Regions from separate parts of the Mus musculus genome. Here regions 1, 2, 3, 5, 6 and 7 are each linked to region 4. The links are chromatin contacts, called in public Hi-C and HiChIP or PLAC-seq maps. All regions are on one chromosome and are shown on one strand. The core of a region is the stretch at or near the end of the contact, and the rest is flanking DNA. Distances in the headings are between cores, read along the strand shown. Region 1 holds the start of Sema4d (sema domain, immunoglobulin domain (Ig), transmembrane domain (TM) and short cytoplasmic domain, (semaphorin) 4D). Region 2 overlaps Syk (spleen tyrosine kinase). Region 3 overlaps Syk (spleen tyrosine kinase). Region 4 overlaps Gm33116 (a long non-coding RNA gene). Region 5 has its middle 23 kb from the start of Sema4d. Region 6 overlaps Sema4d (sema domain, immunoglobulin domain (Ig), transmembrane domain (TM) and short cytoplasmic domain, (semaphorin) 4D). Region 7 has its middle 40 kb from the start of Gadd45g.

Region 1 (2,700 bases), core at 144-2,643, 450 kb before region 4:
TTCTGGGACACTGTAAACATTCCCAAATAACCCTGCCTGCCTGGGCAGACAAGAGACAAGTCAGACGCCAGGGGCACATATGAAGTGACAGACCGCTGGTGTCACTTCACCCTCCTGGGAAGGAAACTTCCGTTTGGTAGCGCCTGGTAGACCCACAGCTGGGTCAGATGGCTGGCTACAGGCCCCCAGTCCAGTGAGAGGTTGGGCCACCCACGGGCCTGGGCTGTGCTCCACACAGTGAGGGTTTTCAAAACAAAAGCAGGACAAGTTCATGTGGCAAATGACCCAGTATGTAGGGGCAGGCCTTCACCACATGCTTCATTGAAAGCCAAAACTCCACATTCACCCACAGAGAGACTAAACAGAAAACATATAGAGGGCAGCTACGTGCTCAGCGCTGTTTTGTTTTTTGGCTGATTTTTTTCCCCAAGCCATAACTGGCTGAGCCCCAACAGAACCAGCCCCCTGCAAATCATCGGGCGCCAGCAACAGGTGCAGCTCGAGCTAAAGCTGGTGGTGGTTCCGGGCGGTTCTAGAATAACGCAGCCCGAATCTTCCAGGAAGCCACCGCCTTGCAGTGCCCACTGCCCGGCGGTGGCAACCTCACCGCGGCCGCACCTGTCTGAGTGCACCGCGCCACATCCGGTGCACCCGAGCCAAGGCCTGGGAGACCGAAATAGAAGCTGGTTAGGCCGGGGCTGGGAGCCCGGCTACGGGCACCGGGCCTGACCTGGGAGGCACCGATCAAGGAGTCAGCACCCGGGGGTCCCAGCGTGCAGGGCCTGGCTGGTCAAGTCGCATCCGCTGCCTGTCCCGTGTCCCTGCTCCAGCCACCTGCCTGCCAGGGCCTGGCGGGAGCTAGGGAAGGGACGCCGGAGAGAGATCCGGGCTGGGGTGGAACTGCAGAGAGGGTCTGGAAAACGCGGTGGAAATGTAGAGGGGGGTGAGGAATCCGGATGGGACTCAGAGGGGACCCAAAGGATCCTGATGCGAACGCAGAGGGAGTCCGGGGGCATCCAGGTGGGAATGCAGACTAGGTCCTAGCGGTGTGGGAGAACCTGGGGAAGAAGCTCGGAGAGGGATCCTGGGAGCCCCGAGGGGGTCGCAGGAGAGGCTCCAACAGGGTTCCTAGGTTTACCGCGGGGGCTCGCCGCGCTCCGCGCACCTGCCCAACCCCGCGCGCGCTCCTCCCGCGCCGGCCCAGTCGCTTACCTGGAGCGCGCGTCCGACCCGCGGAGGCTCTCGGCGGGGGCTGGCCAGGCCAGCTCCGCGCCAAGAATGGCGGCGGCGTTGGTGGCAGCGACGACAGAGGCGAACGGCGCCAGGAGCTTGAGTCGGGGAGGCCGGGAGACGCGCGGAGATGCTGCGGCGCGAGAGGGAGCGGAGGCCGGCGTGGGGAAGGAGGGCGCGGGGCTAGCGTGCAGGCCCCACCCCCTCTCCCTCCCTTCCCGCCTCCTCCCCTCCCCCTCCCGTCTCTTCCCTCCCTTCGCCCCTCCCCCTTCCTCCTAGTCCCTCCTCTCACCCCAACCTCTCTCCCTTCTTCCTTGCCCTCCCGCGCCCCGCCCCTGTCTTCACCTACCCCAGTCTTTTTCTCCTGCTCCCCTCTTGTTTCCTTTCTCCCTCCCTTCCTTTCCTTCCCCATTTACCTTCCACCACCTCTTCCTCTTTTCATCCAACTCCCTCGTCCTCTTCCCCCGTGTCCCCCCCCCCCCGTCCCCCATCCCCCAAAGCCCCATGGTCCAGACCCCAGGGGCTCTTTCCTACCCAAGTCTGGTCTCTTGAAAACAGAGGAGATTACCAGCAAAAGGAGCCTTTTGATCCTTTCAGCCTCCTAATGATCCAGCCTGCTCGTCCAGGTCCCCAAAGTCTCCTGTGCCCCATGCTCTGGGGTCACCAGCGTTGACCCCAGAGATGCTGGGCTCTTACCTTTATGATCTAGGATAGACCCTTTGGGGTTCTCAATGCAAGGTGTGGGTGGTTCTTCCCATGGACCAAGGCTTCCTGTATGCAGCTCCCGATGAGATACATTTCTAACTAATTCTGGGCCTTCCGAAGTTGGTTGGTACAAAGGGTAGACATAGCCAGGTCCTTAACATGCTTTCTGAGGTTGGTGCTCCAGAACCTATGATTAAAAAAAAACCCAGACAGTGGTGCTTTGTTGTAATCCCAGTGTTGAGGCAGAGACTATTGGTGGAACCCTGGATGGAGTTCACTGGCCAGCCAGCCTGCCTTACTTAATCCGAAGTCAGACTCAGATTTCAGTAAGGGACCCTGTCTCCTAAAACTAAGTGGACAACACCTGGGTTGACCTCATGGCATATTGCATGGGTACACACACACAGACACACACACACACTGCAGCCACAGGGCATGTCCTTTTCTGCCCTTGAAGGGAGAAGTGACCCTCAGTTCACACAGTAACTGGCCAGGTGGGAAGTGCTGCCCAGAGACACAGTCCCTCCCTAAAAGGAAACCCAGTTCCTTAATGAACCTGCCGGAAGAACCAAGAAATAGATCAAGACCAGTCTCTAGGCAGACTGGTGGCTTCCTGAATTCCAGAAGGCCCTTAGGGGCTTCCAGCAGGGATGAGGCTGTTGGGAAGGCAGGCAGCTGACAGCAGTTAAACTGAGCAAGCCCTTCCTAAAGGATAGAAGGTCCTAGAAAGAACCAGGAAGCTTCTTCAGGTTAGGTGTGCCAGTC
Region 2 (2,700 bases), core at 43-2,542, 380 kb after region 4:
CACATGTGCAGGCAAAGCACACAGAGACGTAAAAAAAGAAAAGAGTAAAATGAAGATTATTTTTAGATTATCTTAATCATTTCTCTTTTTAAAAACCTTTTGTTGGTTCTTTGTGACTTTTAAATCATGCTCCCCAATCTCTCTTATCTCCCCCTTCCCTTGTACCCTCCCCCACCCTTTCAAACTCCCTGCCAACAGAGGAAAAAAAGATCTCATGGAAGCTGTAGTATGTCACAGTGTGTCCCAGAGCATACCCTTTTGTTCACACTTCTGTGCTTGCAAATATTCATTGCAATGACTTGTTGGTCTTGTACAAAGCCTCTGGCTTCTGCTACTCTCTTAACACTGGAACCTCACTGGGATTCCTCTCAGATATCCTGGTGTTGCCCTATGTCATGGAGATCCTGTAGCTTTGGATCTATAGGACCAGCCCGGCAGTTCATAGATGGGGTACATGTTGGGATGGGCCATTCAAAGTCCCGAATCTGGGCAGGTATCTTGTGTGTGGCTGTTCTGTGAGTATAATACAAGATGCACAGGTCACTCTGTGTGCCATCTTCCATGCCACGCATGCTAAGACAGACCCGTGTCCTCTCAGTCCTGTCATGAGGTACTCGGCAAGGTCTCTGTGTCACTTCTGTACACACCCCTGCTGGGTGTGAACTCGTGCACAGAGCACACCTCATCCATCTCCACTATCCGTCTTGTTCTTAGTGCTCACTACAGCAAGGAGAAAGCTGAGATGGCCACACAGGAGATCTTGGTAGAAACAGAAGACTGGATCTGTTTATGGTCCAGTGTACAGCAAGTCCTCCATTTTGGGATGGGATGCACTCTTGAATCCCGTGTTAGTAGTAATGCCCTGCTGCCTTCTCTCAGGTGTGAGCCCAGAAGGTTCTGGAAGCCTTCCCCTCTTCTCTTTCCTTCCTCACCCTCTGTTCATTTCCCACCGTAATTTCCCAGCTGCCTGTGGAGGAATGACAGGGAAGACCAAGTCAACGGGAGTAGGCACCAAAGCTCCCTCCTCACTGAAAAGCAAGCACAGCCTACCTGCACTCACACGGTTTGAAGTGCCACTTTGACAGGCCAGACTCTTTACCACATCCTTCATCCTCCGAGGCCCCTTCACACTGAGGAATTCAAGAGTGAATAAAACTTTAGGCCTTCAGCCTGAGCCTACAGGGGCTGCTGACAGAAATGCACAAAGTATAGGAGTCTCTAGGGCAGCTGTGGAGGCAGCAGGCTACCATTGTATTCCTCAGAGCTGTAAATTTCCTATTTGTGCTGTCATCAAGCCAGGAAGTCACTCAACTGCTGTGTGAGCCACAGTTCCTATTTTCTGACTTGTGACATACATTGTGCAAAGAAGAAGAACAAAAAGGAACACAGAAGCAGTTATTCATTCAACAAGAGAGCCGTGTGTCTGAGTAGATAAGCATACATCATCATGCTTTCTACGTCAGGGAAGATGCCAGCCATCCAGGTTCACATGCTACAGAGCCTGTGACACGATAACATGCCACTTCCTGCCATGGTGTCTCATAAAATATGTGTTTATGTATATACATATTCATGAGCATCTATGTTCATGTATGCACGCATGTGTGTGTGTGTGTGTGTGTGTTAGGGAGGGGTCAGAAGTCAACACTCAATGTCTCTCTATAACTTTCCATCCATTCTGGGTGTCTTGGGAGCAAGGACTGGCCTCTTGTCTTCAACAGCTGTAATCTTAACTTGTATAGTGTTGCAACGGGAGGACCTCTCTGAGGACGTCCAAGGGGCTCTGAGAGAGAAAGAGGAGGTTAGCTGAGGAAGGGCATGCCCTAGCCGAAGAAGTATCTGTGAGAGCCTTAGTGACCCAGTATTGCCAGAACATGTTGCATGTGACCAGCTATGGGAAGGGAGGTCCCTATGATGTCGTGGCAACTGTGTTAAAACCCTTACTTTACTTAGTAATGGCTCCAGACGAAGACTAATGATGCCCAAGAGAAGCTGCGCTTATGTGGTACTTAGTTCAGTACCCTCTAGTTTCAAGAATCTGCTGGGAGTCAAGTTAAGTGCTCCCTGTAGATCAATGTCTGCTTTCCTGTTCCACCATCCACAATGTTCCATTGTGAAGATTAACTGGGTCAAGTTCGGAGACAAGCTGGGGACTGTGGTAGACCTGTGCTCCCTACATCCACCGATGTTTCCAATCAACTCTAAAGAACGCCTACCTTCCCCTTGTCCTTCAGAGGAAGTGTGGGCTCCTTACTGCAGCCTCTCCAGCCTGCTTAATGTCTGTTGCCTCTCCTCCCCCATGTCACGTGGGCCTGTCACCATGTTTCTTCTCATATTAACTTTTGTTTGATCTCTGTCTAATCTGTCCTTTTTTTGCTCATTAACTTTTAAAAAATAGTTACATCTTTCAATGTCCAGAAATTAAATTTGGAGTAGGGTTTGTTTACTTTTCACAATTGTTCCTCGGCATTTTTAGGAGCATCTCGTTGGTTGGTTGCTGATTCCTGTTTTGTTTCTTTAAGCGTTCCATGCATCATCGCTAGTTTGTATCCCATCTCATAGTTTTAATACTGAGCATATCCAGGTATACATATAATTTTCCTCCATGTCTCTCTCTTATCCGATGCCTCTTTTATCATAACTCATGTTTACTTACATCTGGGGTGACCTTTTTGAGTTCATATTTGGTTGATACTCATC
Region 3 (2,700 bases), core at 22-2,521, 400 kb after region 4:
CAGGAGTTTCATAGTCTCTTCCTGGGCCACCGTAAACAGTCAGGAATTGGAACAATAGTAGCCTCTTAGAATTAGTGGGATATTATCTTTCCCCTCTGCTTTTCTAGAAGACGTGGTATTTTCTTTTTTAAATGTCTAGAGGAATCAAGAAACCTTTTCTAACTTCTTAATTTAGATCCCTGCCTCACACCACAGATGTAATGATAGACCCAACTATGAAAGCCAAAATAGGTGGCTAGAGATGACAGAATGGAGCCTCCCATGTTCCCGGGAGGGCCCAGAGAGGCTTCTAGGGTGATGATAATATCTAAATCCTCCTGTCAGGCCACAGGCTGTGTTCTAGATCACCACACTAGCTGTGTGTACTTTCCTGTGTGTGTGTGTCCCACTAATTCTGTTATTTGACCTAGTGTATTTGTTAGGTGTGTGTGTGTGTGTGTGTGTGTGTGTGTGTGTACGTACATGCATGTGGTTTGGGGATCAAGCTCCAGCCACCAAGCTTGGCAGAGAGTATCTTTACCACCTGAGCCCCCACACGGCCCATTTCCTGAATAGTTCTGTTTTGATTCATCGGTTTGAAGGTTCAACAAAAGAAACAACTTCTCATGCTTGTGGAAATTTTACCACAGGTAATTTTTCAAAGCATACCTAGTTAATGTTTGTTCTTTCTTTTAAGCCACATTTTGCTAGAATACTTTCAAGAGTTCAGCATGATCCATGTGATGTTTTTGTGAGGGAATAAAAAAAAATCCATATTTTCGAAACACATTGAGGCTTGCTTAAAAGTAACCAAGCCCAGTGGGAGAGAAGTGTTTCTTTCTCTTTAACTCTGAGCTTGAACAGAATGTGTGCTTCTGATTGGGCATGTTGTGTACACACCTGTGGCCCCCCAGAGCCCCAGAGGTAGAGACAGGGGGATCAGAAGTTTAAGGTCATCTCCTACTATACAGCTAGTTTCAAGCCACAGTGGATTATGTAAGACCCGGACTCAAAGAAAAAAAAAAAGCAAAGCAATGTATTTTTATTTTTTAAATTCTGGGCCCAGAGGCTCATTTGCAATATCATAAAGAAACTTTGTATTCCTTTATGCATGTAGGCAGAACCTAGCTGGGAAACCACATGACACTGCAGCAGGCTGTATGTGTGTCACAACAGGGGAACTTTGTTGAAGCTGGTTGAATATTTCACAATTCGGGGCTTTCCTCAGCCTGGACCATTCTCCATTGCTGTCCACTACACCGGGGTTCACAGGCAGTGGGGCATGGTTCCTCTGTCTGTAAAAGAACAGCTGTAGAAAGAATCTCTTGTGTACTGTATGGAATCATTACCATCATACAGAGCACCAACCACAAACCAGAGAACAATCCCCGAAGTCCAATTTGGGGAACCAGTGACTGGGCACGCATGTGGGGGTTACTCACAGGAGCTGCGTGTGCCGCTGAGAAGTCTGGGCCTCAGTGTGGATGGTGGCCTCTACAGGATGTAGGGTCCCCTAGATGCCCCCTCTCGGGCTCCTGTTAGCTTTCACAGTCGTATGCTCTAGCACCTCCCAAGACCGTGCGTCTATGTTCAGTTAGGACAGGATCTCACACAGATGACTGGGAAGCGCCGGGGGGAGTTCCAGGAATCAGGGTAACAGTCCAGTGAGCATCTCCACCCCTTCCTTATATGGAGGAGCACCAGCATTTGAAGCTGGTCTTTCTTCTCTCTTGCAAAAGGCATAGCTGATCAGATGGAAAGAGCAGGTGTTATATTCAGAGGACGTTAAAGATGATCTTAAACCAACGATCCTCCTGTATCCACCTCTGGGGCTCTGGGGCTCACAGGTGAGCACCCCCATGGCCGGTCTGAAGCACACGAGTTGTTCAAGCTCAGAGTTAAAGGGAAAGAAACACTTCTCTCCCACTGGGCTTTGTTACTTTTAAGCAAGCCTCAACATGTTTCGAAAATACAGATCTTTTTCAATTTCTCACAAAAATATCACATAGATCGTGTTGAACTCTTGAAAGTATTCTAACAAACTGTGGTTTAAATGAAAGAATAAACATCAGCTATGTGTGATTTGAAAATTTACACCTGCCGGGCAGTTGTGGCACACGCCTTTAATCTCAGCACTTGGGAGGCAGAGGCAGGCGGATTTCTGAGTTGGAAGCCAGCCTGGTCTGCAGAGTGAGTTCCAGGACAGCCAGGGCTACACAGAGAAACCCTGTCTCGAAAAAACAAAAACAAACAAACAAACAAACAAACAAATAAACCCCAAAAGAAAGAAAGAAAGAAAGAAAGAAAGAAAGAAAGAAAGAAGGAAAATTTGCACCTGTGATAAAATTTTCACAAGAAGGAGAAAAATGGTACTAGCTATTTATCTTGATGTGTGTGTGTGTGTGTGTGTGTGTGTGTGTGTGTGTGTGTGCAGGTACTCCTGACACAGCACATATATAGAGGCCAAGGGACAACCCTTGGATGTCACCTCTTACCTTTCACCTTGTTTCAAACCGCCTCTGGGGATTCACTGCTGGCCCCACGAATCTCCATAGATTCTCCCCTAGAAGCCCTGGGGTTGCAGACATCTGCTATCCAACTTTCTGTGGGTTCTGGGGATCTGAACTCTTAACCTCACTCTTGCATGCGCTTTTTACACTGGGTTATCTCCCCAGCCCATGGCCGTTTCTTGTTTGTTTTTTTTTTTTCGTTTGTTTGTTT
Region 4 (2,700 bases), core at 97-2,596:
GTATCCTGAAGGGGGTGCTGTGCCTTCTGGGGTTTAGGGTATGGGGAGGGCAAACTAAATGATTCTCTATATGGCTTGAAAGTATGTGGACTCAGGTGAGATGTTACCTCCCTGATGACTCAACTCAAGGAGAGAAAAAGCCTTTGAGGTGGCCAGATATCATGGAAGTCTAGATATCTCAGTCTTGGATTCTCAGTATCCTATTCTCACAGATCACTGCAAAAGGCTCTATTGAAATCTGGTTGGCAGTGGAAAAGAGATGGGGCAACTGGTCTACCTACTAGATGCTCTGCTCATTGAAGGCAAAAACTAGGTATGAAATATTTGAAACAGGGACCTGGGGAGATGACTTAGTTGACTAAGTGCTTGCCTTGGCAGTTTGAGGATCTTAGTTCAAGCCTCAACACCCACATAAGAAACTAGGTGCGGTAGTGTATACTTATAATCCTTGTGCTTGTGAGGCAGAAATAGAAGGATCCCTGGATACTAGGAACAGAATAAGCAAGCTCCATGTCCCAGTGAGAGATCCTGTCTCAAGTAACAACAAAAACCAAGCTGAACAGTTTCTAAGGAATAATACCCAAGGTTGTCTTCGGGCCTGCACATGCATTCACACACAGGTGCATAGACATTTGCACACATAGAGACATGCACAAACACAAATAAAATGTTGTCTGGGGTACCAAAATCACCTAAACTATTCCCTATCGAGCATCCCAAACTTAGGACTTGGAATTTTGAATATGGCCATATCTGCTGTCTTGTTCATTAACTGGTCATTCATTGGCCTTGAGTTGCCTGTTGACTTTCTGTTGACAGTCTTGAGGTTCCCATTTCTTCTGGCGTCCATCACGTCCTGAGAGTGACTGTAGAGGTCATGGCTTGAGGGGGAGAAACTAGAATGAAAAAGGCAACATCAAGGCCATGTGTGATTTAGAATTCTGGTGATAAACTTTAAAGTAGAGTTGGAAGCAAAAGACCTCAGGGGCAGTGAGATCTTTAGTGGAAAGAAAGATTACCTTCTCCTCAGTCCCAAGCAGTTGACCTGATTCTTATGTGCAAGCTAGATTTTGAGAAACATTCACCATAGAGCATACTCCAGACCGGTGTTCACTCTGAGCTACAAGGACTTGTTTCTACTTACTTGATGGGTTGAGTTAAGAACTCTGTGAAAGAGTATCCCTTGGTGTGCTGGTTAGTTTTTGTCAACTTGACATAAACTAGAGTTTCCTGAGAAAAGGAAAGTTCAATTGAGAAATTTCCTCCATCAGATTGGCTTGTGGACAAGTCTGTAAGGGCATTTTCTTGGCTGATGATTAATGTAGTATTGAGTCATATAAGAAAGCAAACTTAGCAAGCTATTATGCAGCATTTCTTCTTGGTTTCTGCCTTTAGATTCATGCCCTTGGGACAAGGGGCTATGATGTGGAAATGTAAGATGAAATAAATCCTTTCCTCCCCAAGGTGAATTTAGTCAGGTTGTTTTTTTGTTTGTTTGTTTGTTTGTTTTGTTTTTTTCATATCAGCAAAGAGAAGCACACTGGACACTTGGATTCTTAGTACCAAGGTTTTGGATTTGATAGTGTAATTTTGATACATGTCTAAGCTACAGAACAGAGTAAAGCAAGAGGATTTTCAATGTCCTATGTGACTTGTTCCTATACATTAAGAGACAACTTGGGCCGGGCGTGGTGGCACACACCTTTAATCCCAGCACTCAGGAGGCAGAGGCAGGTGGATTTCTGAGTTTGAGGCCAGCCTGGTCTACAAAGTGAGTTCCAGAACAGCCAGGGCTATACAGAGAAATCCTGTCTCGGGGGGGAAAAAAAAGACAAATTGAGCCCATGCCCTTCTATAGTGGGGGAAGGACAACAAGCTTGCCTAGTCTTCCTCGGGCATAATTCTTCACTGTTTGCCATGTGGTGTTTTCTCTTCAGTGCTGACCACTGTTTCCATTGACCACATAAATAGTAAGCTGGGGTCTAAAAAAAGCAATGCACATAAAAAGTCACCGAATTGCTTGTTGAATCTGGAACATTCCTGCTGATAGATGTGAAAGCTTTTTCCCACTGCAGCTAGGTGCAGGAATTCAAAAATAGAATGTATTCAATTTGACATTGTTTAGTGTACTCTAAAAATTCTCTTGAAAAAGATGTCTTTGGGCGTGCATCTGTGAGTACACAATAAACTTCAAAAAAGGACAATATTTCCCAGGAAATCAAAATAGACATGTTTGTCATTGTTGCTATTTATTCATGTTGGAAATCTGTCCCTCTTTATCTGTGATTATGTAACATCCCAATCTAGGCTTCCAAATGCCTATGGCAGGCCCGGTCTCTCTCTCTCTCTCTCTCTCTCTCTCTCTCTCTCTCTCTCTCTCTCTCTGTGTGTGTGTGTGTGTGTCTGTCTGTCTGTTTGTCTGTCTCTCTTTCCCTTGTTCCAGAGATCCACATCAGAAGCACCCCCTCCGCTGGCAGGGGGTCTGAGATATTGCTGACCGCTCTCTATTTTGATTGGTTAGCTATGGACCTTCATTGGGCACTCTGGGCCACTGAGTATGTATATCTTCATTCCTCAAGCTACATATTCTAGAGACATGAAGGGTTTCAGAAGATATGGAATTTAGACAATACTCCAAGAGTGATATAATCTGGGATGTGGAGAAGAGAGCCACATGTGAACAGGTGTGATATAAAATCT
Region 5 (2,700 bases), core at 188-2,687, 420 kb before region 4:
ATAGATGCTGGGAACCAACTTTGGGTCCTCTGGAAGAGCAACAAATGCCTTAACTGCCAAGCGCCCCCCAACCCCCTGCTCCACCCCCCACCCCCACCCCGCCTCTCGGAGTCTTACTTTGTTGCCCTAGTGTCTTAGTTAGGGTTTTACTGCTGTGAACAAACACCATGACCAAGGCAACTCTTTTTTTTTTTTTTTTTTGAGACAGGGTTTCTCTGTATAGCTCTGGCTGTCCTGGAACTCATTCTGTAGACCAGGCTGGCCTCGAACTCAGAAATCCACCTGCCTCTGCCTCCCAAAGTGTGTGCCACCACTGCCCATCCCAAGGCAACTCTTATAAGGACACCATTTAATTGGGGCTGGATTACAGGTTCAGAGGTTCAGTCCATTATCATCAAGGCAGGAACATGGTAGCATCTAGGAAGGCTTGGTACAAGAGGAGTTGAGAGTTCTACATCTTCATCTGAAGGCTGCTAGCAGAATACTGGCTTCCAGGCAGCTAGGATGAGGGTCTTAAAGGCCACGCCCACCGTGACATACCCACTCCAAGGCCACACCCACTCCAACAGGGTCACACCTCCAAATAGTGCCACTCCCTGGGCCAAACCTAGTCAAATCATCACACCTAGTCTAGTCTTAAACACCCTGGCTCAAGAGCTCCCCCTGCCTCAGCCTCTCCGGTAGCTGAGACTACAAGGTACCTGCTTACTCTCCTCAACTTCCTTATTTTCTGTTCCCAGCTGGTTTTGCTTTGCTTTCTTCTCTGTCCTTTAATAACTTCCAGCACTTTATTTCCTTGCCTTGCCTCATCCTCCCGAGGCGAAGGTCTTCTGACTTTAAAGTATTGTGTTTATCAGTTAGAATATAAATAAACGTACAGAAAATAATGAGTCACTCATGAGCTCCATCCGGCTTCAGTGGGAGACCCAGACACAACAGTGCTTCCTGTTCTCATGGGATGGGAAGGAGGCCCTCAGCCCTGTGTCAAGAGTTGTCTGATATGACAGCGACACAGAAGGGTGACATCCAAATGAAGAACTCCAGGCGAGGATTTATGGGATCTCAGAGGCAAACTGATAGGTTTCTCTGGAATCATGCTCCCAGAAGAATAGATCAGAGAGAAGTCATCTTAGGTCCATGGGTAGTTCTGAGCCTGGCTCTGTCTGGTAACTTGGACCATCTGCAGAGGAGCTATCTATCATAGGCAGGCTGCCAGGCAGGAGGCAGCTGAAGGGCTGGCGGGAACAGCCATTTTCCAGAGCAGAAAGGGCTGCCTCTTGGCCTGGCTGGACACAATGCAGCATGTTTTCAGACTATAATTGGTGACATCCCCAACCAGGGACACAGTTAAGAGACACTGCTTTGCACAGGGTAGGACAGAGCTATGATTTAGACCCACCTCTTTGCTTACAGTCTTCAAGGCAAGAGAGCAGCCCAGGGGCTCCTGCCGTAAACACATAACATGTGTGCACACCCAGGATAACACGCATGAGGTTGGGCCATGCATAATAACAAGCCTTGCCAGATGGCTGGCTGCTCTGGGCCCGATTTTCCTAAGATGGCATTCATCACGTTGAGGGGGGTGGGAATACAATTTCTGCTCTTTCTAAATGAACACAAGTACGTTTCTATGCCATGATGTCATTTACACGACTGAAGGAAAGATAATTCCGGCACACATTTCTATCTGGTCTTTGAAATAGAATCAAGGCAAGTCCACAATGAAATTGGGCTCCCCAGCCAACAGCAGAGAGCATTCTTCATGGCTGCCTAGTTTTGTTCTTGACCCTCAGGTTCCATGGTTGACCGGAAAGCAAGATTCGGAAACCATGCTTGATTTTTTGCTTTGTTTTTGTTTTTAAGACCATAGGACTTGCTTGGTGAATTTTAGCCTGGTGTGAGCACCAGGCCTCTCAGAAGCAGCTATAGACACTTGATAAGAACAGCCACTTGCCTGCATTAGGCTCTGTCTGCAGAGAGCCATGGACTGTGGATCACTGTCTATGCTGCTGTCTTAGGGCCTCACTGATTGCTTCTGAACTTGACCATCTGAGGCAGTAGGCAGTAGTGTGATTGAGTCAGGCTTCCCCATTCCACTTCATGGGACAGTTTTCCTTCCTTTTCTTTCCTTTTTTTGTGAACATATACTGCTGTGTGTGTGTGTGTGTGTGTGTGTGTGTGTGTGTGTGTGTGTGTGTGTCTGTCTGTCTGTCTGTCTGTCTGTCTGCCTGCCTGCCTGCCTGCCTGCCTGCCTGCCTGCCTGCCTGTCGTCTGTCTGTTTTTCAGCTAGAGAACTCAGGAACTATCTATTTTTTGAGCTGGTTTTCCCACTGACCCAGGGACTCACTGGTTAGGCTGCCTGGCCCCTCCGGCACTTAGATTGCTAGGGCAAATCACCACATCTAGCTTTTTATTCTGTAGCTGCTGGAACTGAACTCAGTTCTTTATGCCTGCAAGGCAAGTACTTTACTGACTAAATGCTCTGCCCAGCTCCATTTGGGACCATTTCCCCGAACAAGGAACTCGTTTCTTTTTAGAGGAATTAAGTCATTTACAAAAATCATAAAACCCGCATAGCATACACTTGACCAGGAGGCAGTACCTAGAACAGCCCAGATTTGAGTCTTGGTGTCCTTCTTTCAAACTATAGCTAGGCATGGCCATTACTGCCCCAGTATCTGTAGGTCCTGTAGGCATGTA
Region 6 (2,700 bases), core at 162-2,661, 510 kb before region 4:
ACATGAGAAACATCTGATAGACCAACAAAATTCAAAAACAGATGGTCAAAGAGGAAGAGGGGAAGAAGGAGGAGGAGGAAGAGGAGGAGGAGGAGGAAGAGGAGGAGGAGGAGGAGGAGGAGGAGAAGGAGAAGGAGAAGGAGAAGGAGAAGGAGAAGGAGAAGGAGAAGGAGAAGGAGAAGGAGAAGGAGAAGAAACAAGCTGATACTCAGAACCTCAGCGCCAACTGCAGACTTCTTCAGGAATAATGAGGCCTTGGCTACTGAGATGACGCAGGCCACTCTGCAAGCTTAAGGACTTGGGTCACAATCCTTGGTACCCATGATGGAGAGAGAGAACCAACTCTGAAAGTTATGCTCTAATCTCCACAGGTAAGCCATTGCATGCACATGACTGGACTCACACATACAAGGCCCCTGCCCAAATTACACCCAGATAGCCATGGAAACTGAATGTGTATAACTGGCTCGCACATTCCCAATAGGGCCCTACTCCTTTACCACAGCCTTGGCAGGCTGTGAGAAGAAGCAGAGGGAAGAGGAGTTTTATACTTATTCTGGTTCCTTCTCTTAGCTTTGTCCAACTAAAATGCATCCCAAATCCCGTGTAGAGAGCCATCTCTCAAGTGCTATGCCTCACTGCAGGAAGGTGTAGTACGGCTGGCATGGTCCACACCAAGTTCATGAGAGGAAGTGCTGGTCATCATACAGATACACACCCACAGGGACACAAGTGGCACAGGACACACAATCACACACAGTTAAGCACGGTGATGTAGGACACACAGGCATATAGACAACTTATCACACAGATGTAGAGCCATGAACACACAGGTACACACACACACACACATACACACAGGGACATGATGGACACATGCTATGCTATACCCCTAAAGAGTAGAGCAAGCACACGTGAGGTGCACACAGAACCATCATACCATTAGCAGCCATCACTTGGGAGGGATGGGAGTTGGAGGAGGACATGGAGACAGGGAAGGGAAGACCATCTAGGAACCTCACTGTCTAGCATCAAAGCCTGGTGCCGCCCTGAGGGACAGCAGTCTTGGCTCCAATGAAGATATAGGAACAAGATACCTGACAGTCCACCAGACCCAATGGAGGCTTCTACAAGGTATCGCTTACCGACCTGGACATAGAAATCATACACGGAATGATTTACCTGTGCCGTGAGTCTCTGGGGTTGTTCCTGGCACCTTTAGAATGGAAGCTTCAGGAAGACATCTCTGAAAGTAATGAGAGACTAAGAGTCAAGCCCCTGGGTCCTCCACCCTCACGGGGCGCTTGGGTTTCAGACAGGCACTAAATACAAACTCCTTAGGGCCCCAAGCAGATGACCTCTCTATCCAGTTCCTGCGGGGCTTGTTCACTGCACCAGAAGTGAGGTGCTGGGCAGCCAGCAAAGGGGAAGCCTGGGTCAGCTGGTGCGCTTGCTTGCTCACCTCACCACAGACACCACAAATAACCACTTCTCTTTTCTTTCCTTCTCCTTTAAAAAAAAAAAAAAATCAGGCCAGAGAGGTGGCTTGGAGAGGTTTAGAGCACTGGCTACTACTACTGGCTGTTTTTCCAGAAGACCTGAGTTCAATTCCTAGTACCCACAGGGTGGCTCACCACTGTCTATAGCTCAAGATCTGACAACCTCACATAGACATATATACAGGCAAAACACCAATTCACATTAAAATATAAACAAACAAACAGACAGACAAATAAAAGCAATTTTGGTCAGGCTAAGTAGTCCGTACGAGCTTCAAACTCGATATCCTCCTGCCTCAGTCTTCCCAGTGCTGGAGATTTCAGGTGTGTGTCGCCACACTCAGCCACCACAGCCATGTCTAAGCATACTGCCCCATCGCAGAGAGCAGAGTCCATACATTAGAAAACTTATCACTAGGCTCAGTTAGAAAGCTTGCCTGGCATGCAAAAGGCCCTGGGACCTATCCTCAGCACCGCATAAACTGGGCACGGTGGTGTGAGCCTGTAATCCCAGCCCTCCATCCAGAATTCAAGATCATCTGTGGCTGCAGAGTGGATTCAAGACCAGCCTGGACTACATGAGAACCAGCCACAAAAACGAAACCAGTCTAACCAAGTCGTATTATTCTTTTCAGATGTTTAAAAAAGTAAATAAGACTTTATTTATTGCATATGTCCATGTGTGGGCACATTCACATTACAGCACATGTGGAAGTCCAAGGGCAACTTGTAGGAGCAGGTTCTCTCCTACCTTGTGGGACCCGGGGATCCAATTCAGGTCATTGAGATGGGCAGCAAGCTCCTTTTGCTGGCCAAGCCAGTTCATCAGTCCTAATTTCAGATCTGTGCCCCCTTCATCTTCCCAAGGAAACCAAGGGAAACCCACAGACAACATAGTCATAAGAATTAAATGGGTGCTCATCCCGAGTCTTGGTTGATTTTAGGTAGTTAGTTCTGAGACAGAACGTGGAGGCTGGTTCACACCGGATCAGCAGTCCTCCTCTAAGGTCTACCTCAGCCCCTCTCTTATCTCTTGCGATCAATTTTTGTTTGTTTTTTGAGACAGGGTTTCTCTGTATAGCCCTGGCTGTCCTGGAACTCACTCTGTAGACCAGGCTGGCCTCGAACTCTGAAATCTGCCTGCCCCTGCCTCCCAAGTGCTGGGATTAAAGGTGTGCGCCACCACAGTCCAGATTGCAGT
Region 7 (2,700 bases), core at 125-2,624, 350 kb before region 4:
TACATACACACACACACACACACCACATATGTATACACACATACACCATACACATATGCACACACACTACACACATATATACATATGTACATATACACACACACACACATATATACACATACACCATACACACATACACATACCACACACACACACACACACACACACACACACACACATACACACACAGAAACACACACCCACCTCACACTGTCTATGGAGAAATTACTTTATCTACCTGCTCTGCTATTTGTGCTGTGTTGGTGAAAGATTAAAAAAATGTGCAGGGACTGGAGAGATGGCTCAGTGGTTAAGAGCACTGACTGCTCTTCCAGAGGTCCTGAGTTCAATTCCCAGCAACCACATGGTGGCTCACAACCATCTGTAACGGGATCTGATGCCCTTCTTCTGGTGTGTCTGAAGACAGCGACAGTGTACTCACATACATAAAATAAATAAATCTTTTTTTTTAAAATGTACACTCTAAATTTGTGTGTGAATCTGAGGAGCAAGAAGGCTTTGCTGTGAAGAGCTCAGTGTCAGCTGAAGAAGCACAGAGGACAAAGGCATTCCATGGTCACACTAGGGTCATTAGACTCCTGGGACTGGTGTTTGCTCGTGTACTGTGAGTGTGTGCCCCGGAGCAGTGGGAGCGTTTGGTCACATGTGGGAAGTATTCATATGTGGTGAGTGTGTGCTCACATGCAGTACAAATTTTCAAGTTCTTATGCGGTGGGAGTGTGTGCATTCACGTGTAATACACATGTGGCATGAGCCGCATGTTCATACTTGATGTATGTGTGTGTTTGACCAGTTCACATGTGGTGAGAGTTCATTCATAGCGAGAGTGTGTATACAGGTGGTAGGAGTGTGCGCTCACACACATGGCATGAGTGCCGAGTTCCTATGTGGAGTGAGTGGTGTGTTCACACCCAGTGGGAGGGTGTTCACACATGGTGTTGAGTTTCATGTTCTTTCTTTGCCTTTTCCTTTGTGGGCCTCGGCTTATCTGCACAGTGGCATCCTTGCGGCTGCCAGTCGGTGTGGCTCTGCATATGGGTTGTGGGTGGGAGTAGTCGGTCCCCAAACCCTGGTTCTCTGTCTCCTTTCATGTTTTCTCCTCCCTATATCTGTGGGTCTAGTGAAGAGAGATTGAAAGCCAGCTATGGCACCCACCTATAATCCCAGCACGGAAGAAACTGAGGCAGTGGGATCATGAGTTGGGAATATTGTTTCATAAACAAAACAAAAAAACCAAAAGCAAACCAAACGTCTGCCAGCCCCAGAGGCTTTGAGCAGCTGTGTGGAGTAGGTCCCTCCTACCCAAGCTAGGAGAGGGAGAAGCTGTTGCCACACTGAGTCACTGAGGCCTGTGTTGTTTCCACAGGAAGTGAGTTCCTCCGGCTCTTATGTTTATGGACACCTTGGGGACAGGCACACTGCTTAGTTTCTCTTGTCTTTGCAGAGTCTGGCTGGTGACAGACACATCTCCAGCTACGGGTTTTATGGGAGTATATGCATGAGATATAAATACACGGTCACGGGCCAACAGGAAGTTGTGAAGTTTTTCTTATAACAGAAGAAAGAGCTGAGATTAAACTCCGACATCAGCTCAGCACTTGTAGGTAAATACACGAATAAAATTGAGACATGGAGAAGCTCAAAACTGCACATGTACTTAATTTTTAGCCTTAGCCGCGGGTCAGTCTGCTGAATCCCCATTCAGATTGCCTTAAGGAGAGTTAGCAGCTACAAATGTTCAGATGTGATCAACAGATTAGCAGGCTCTTGAGAAGTTATCCCCAAACCCTTTATAGATGGAATTCAAAAGTGTGCTGGGCATCTATTTTCAGCCCCAAGAGATAGCTTGGATGCCTTTCTATCCGGTGTACTGAGTTTGATTTAAAGGTTTGACTGAGAAAACACCATGCCACAGATGCTTAAGTCTGCACATAATGGGATGGGCACCCAGCCATCGCCGGCCACATTTCAACTCTGGATGTTCAAGAGATGACGTGGTAGAGCGGCTTTCAGGAGTTAAAGCTTTCTTCTGAGCCTCTGACATGTCAGACTGCGGATTCCAAGTTTATGGCTGTGTTTGCTAATGTCTTCTGCGAAAGACGAATTCCTTTCCCAGACATGAGAATGCTTGGCTGAGGAGCACGGCCTGGTGGGGGAGACTTGTTTTGCTCGGACCTTGGATGGTGGAGGCTGTGGTTGTGTCTGTGGTGAAGAGGTTGTATTGCCTCGGGTTTCCTCCTCTCCTTCCCTTCCTAGACCTGGAGTCATAAAACCAAGGTAAACAGGAGCAGAAGACTCTTCAGCTTAGGCAGGGATACCTTCAATGCTATGACTGTCTTCAAGTTGTGAGATGGGGTTCTGTTTCCTCTCTGACTTGCACAAGCTCAAGACACAGAAAAGATTAGCCTCTGGTTGGTACACAACTCTCTGTGGCTCACATGAGTGATAGTTTCTTTTATTAAAATCCTGCCCACTGGGCAGGCTGAGGCGTCTGACTGTAGGGTACAGATGTCTGGACTGTAGCTCTTATAGAACAGAAGAAAGAGATGTGAGTGGTGTTATTCGGGAAGAGGATGCAGAGAAAAAGAGCCCACTTCCTTTAGACTCAGCAAAGCACCGCTATTCTTAGTCCATTTGTAACAGAATATCCAGGGTAGTTTATAAAGAATAGAGAATTAG

What was found. Hi-C and Micro-C count contacts between places; a contact is called where the count stands out from the background. HiChIP or PLAC-seq counts read pairs in DNA pulled down with a chosen protein or histone mark.
Region 1: a Hi-C map of bone marrow-derived macrophages shows a contact between it and region 4, with 22 read pairs. The contact joins the promoter of Sema4d here to the enhancer-like site in region 4. A contact is called at or near these places in 10 of 39 promoter capture datasets (the 3T3-L1 cell line, cranial neural crest, embryonic stem cells and 6 more), 1 of 484 Hi-C or Micro-C datasets (bone marrow-derived macrophages), 15 of 115 datasets of contacts at active chromatin or transcription factors (the 230-238 cell line, astrocytes, differentiating embryonic stem cells and 9 more) and 1 of 9 other capture datasets (embryonic stem cells).
Region 2: a contact with region 4 is called in a Hi-C map of bone marrow-derived macrophages, with 21 read pairs. The contact joins two enhancer-like sites. A contact is called at or near these places in 6 of 484 Hi-C or Micro-C datasets (the CH12 cell line, bone marrow-derived macrophages, double positive thymocytes and 3 more) and 5 of 115 datasets of contacts at active chromatin or transcription factors (bone marrow-derived macrophages, embryonic basal ganglia, embryonic fibroblasts and 2 more).
Region 3: a contact with region 4 is called in a Hi-C map of bone marrow-derived macrophages, with 23 read pairs. The contact joins two enhancer-like sites. A contact is called at or near these places in 5 of 484 Hi-C or Micro-C datasets (bone marrow-derived macrophages, double positive thymocytes, ganglionic eminence and 2 more) and 6 of 115 datasets of contacts at active chromatin or transcription factors (bone marrow-derived macrophages, embryonic basal ganglia, embryonic fibroblasts and 3 more).
Region 5: a Hi-C map of bone marrow-derived macrophages shows a contact between it and region 4, with 30 read pairs. The contact joins two enhancer-like sites. A contact is called at or near these places in 2 of 484 Hi-C or Micro-C datasets (bone marrow-derived macrophages and neutrophils) and 5 of 115 datasets of contacts at active chromatin or transcription factors (embryonic basal ganglia, embryonic stem cells, extraembryonic endoderm stem cells and 1 more).
Region 6: an H3K4me3 HiChIP or PLAC-seq map of bone marrow-derived macrophages shows a contact between it and region 4, with 3 times the contacts expected there. The contact joins two enhancer-like sites. A contact is called at or near these places in 7 of 484 Hi-C or Micro-C datasets (CD4 T cells, bone marrow-derived macrophages, cerebellum and 4 more), 9 of 115 datasets of contacts at active chromatin or transcription factors (bone marrow-derived dendritic cells, bone marrow-derived macrophages, embryonic stem cells and 5 more) and 1 of 9 other capture datasets (embryonic stem cells).
Region 7: a contact with region 4 is called in a Hi-C map of bone marrow-derived macrophages, with 23 read pairs. The contact joins two enhancer-like sites. A contact is called at or near these places in 6 of 484 Hi-C or Micro-C datasets (the N1E-115 cell line, bone marrow-derived macrophages, embryonic fibroblasts and 3 more), 4 of 115 datasets of contacts at active chromatin or transcription factors (embryonic basal ganglia, extraembryonic endoderm stem cells, liver and 1 more) and 1 of 9 other capture datasets (embryonic stem cells).

What each region holds. Positions count from the first base shown.
Region 1 is chr13:51,792,285-51,794,984 of GRCm38.p6, forward strand. Sema4d (sema domain, immunoglobulin domain (Ig), transmembrane domain (TM) and short cytoplasmic domain, (semaphorin) 4D) reads right to left here and starts at 1,394. Exons shown (of 16, transcript NM_013660.5): 1 at 1,213-1,394.
Region 2 is chr13:52,613,874-52,616,573 of GRCm38.p6, forward strand. All of the region lies in intron 3 of Syk (spleen tyrosine kinase), which reads left to right. Among named protein-coding and RNA genes, the nearest start is that of Syk, 18 kb to the left of the region's middle. Within about 2 kb of position 1,293, at least 49 of the 459 cell types and tissues checked have an H3K27ac peak or open chromatin away from gene starts, as enhancers often do. A contact at or near this core is called in bone marrow-derived macrophages, where this site is marked.
Region 3 is chr13:52,635,155-52,637,854 of GRCm38.p6, forward strand. All of the region lies in intron 9 of Syk (spleen tyrosine kinase), which reads left to right. Among named protein-coding and RNA genes, the nearest start is that of Syk, 40 kb to the left of the region's middle. Within about 2 kb of position 1,272, at least 65 of the 459 cell types and tissues checked have an H3K27ac peak or open chromatin away from gene starts, as enhancers often do. A contact at or near this core is called in bone marrow-derived macrophages, where this site is marked.
Region 4 is chr13:52,238,520-52,241,219 of GRCm38.p6, forward strand. All of the region lies in intron 3 of Gm33116 (a long non-coding RNA gene), which reads left to right. Among named protein-coding and RNA genes, the nearest start is that of Gm33116, 6.0 kb to the left of the region's middle. Within about 2 kb of position 1,347, at least 11 of the 459 cell types and tissues checked have an H3K27ac peak or open chromatin away from gene starts, as enhancers often do. A contact at or near this core is called in bone marrow-derived macrophages and pancreatic cancer cells, where this site is marked.
Region 5 is chr13:51,815,429-51,818,128 of GRCm38.p6, forward strand. No RefSeq gene overlaps it. Among named protein-coding and RNA genes, the nearest start is that of Sema4d, 23 kb to the left of the region's middle. Within about 2 kb of position 1,438, at least 84 of the 459 cell types and tissues checked have an H3K27ac peak or open chromatin away from gene starts, as enhancers often do. A contact at or near this core is called in bone marrow-derived macrophages, where this site is marked.
Region 6 is chr13:51,733,325-51,736,024 of GRCm38.p6, forward strand. All of the region lies in intron 2 of Sema4d (sema domain, immunoglobulin domain (Ig), transmembrane domain (TM) and short cytoplasmic domain, (semaphorin) 4D), which reads right to left. Among named protein-coding and RNA genes, the nearest start is that of Sema4d, 59 kb to the right of the region's middle. Within about 2 kb of position 1,412, at least 79 of the 459 cell types and tissues checked have an H3K27ac peak or open chromatin away from gene starts, as enhancers often do. A contact at or near this core is called in bone marrow-derived macrophages, where this site is marked.
Region 7 is chr13:51,884,902-51,887,601 of GRCm38.p6, forward strand. No RefSeq gene overlaps it. Among named protein-coding and RNA genes, the nearest start is that of Gadd45g, 40 kb to the left of the region's middle. Within about 2 kb of position 1,375, at least 95 of the 459 cell types and tissues checked have an H3K27ac peak or open chromatin away from gene starts, as enhancers often do. A contact at or near this core is called in bone marrow-derived macrophages, where this site is marked.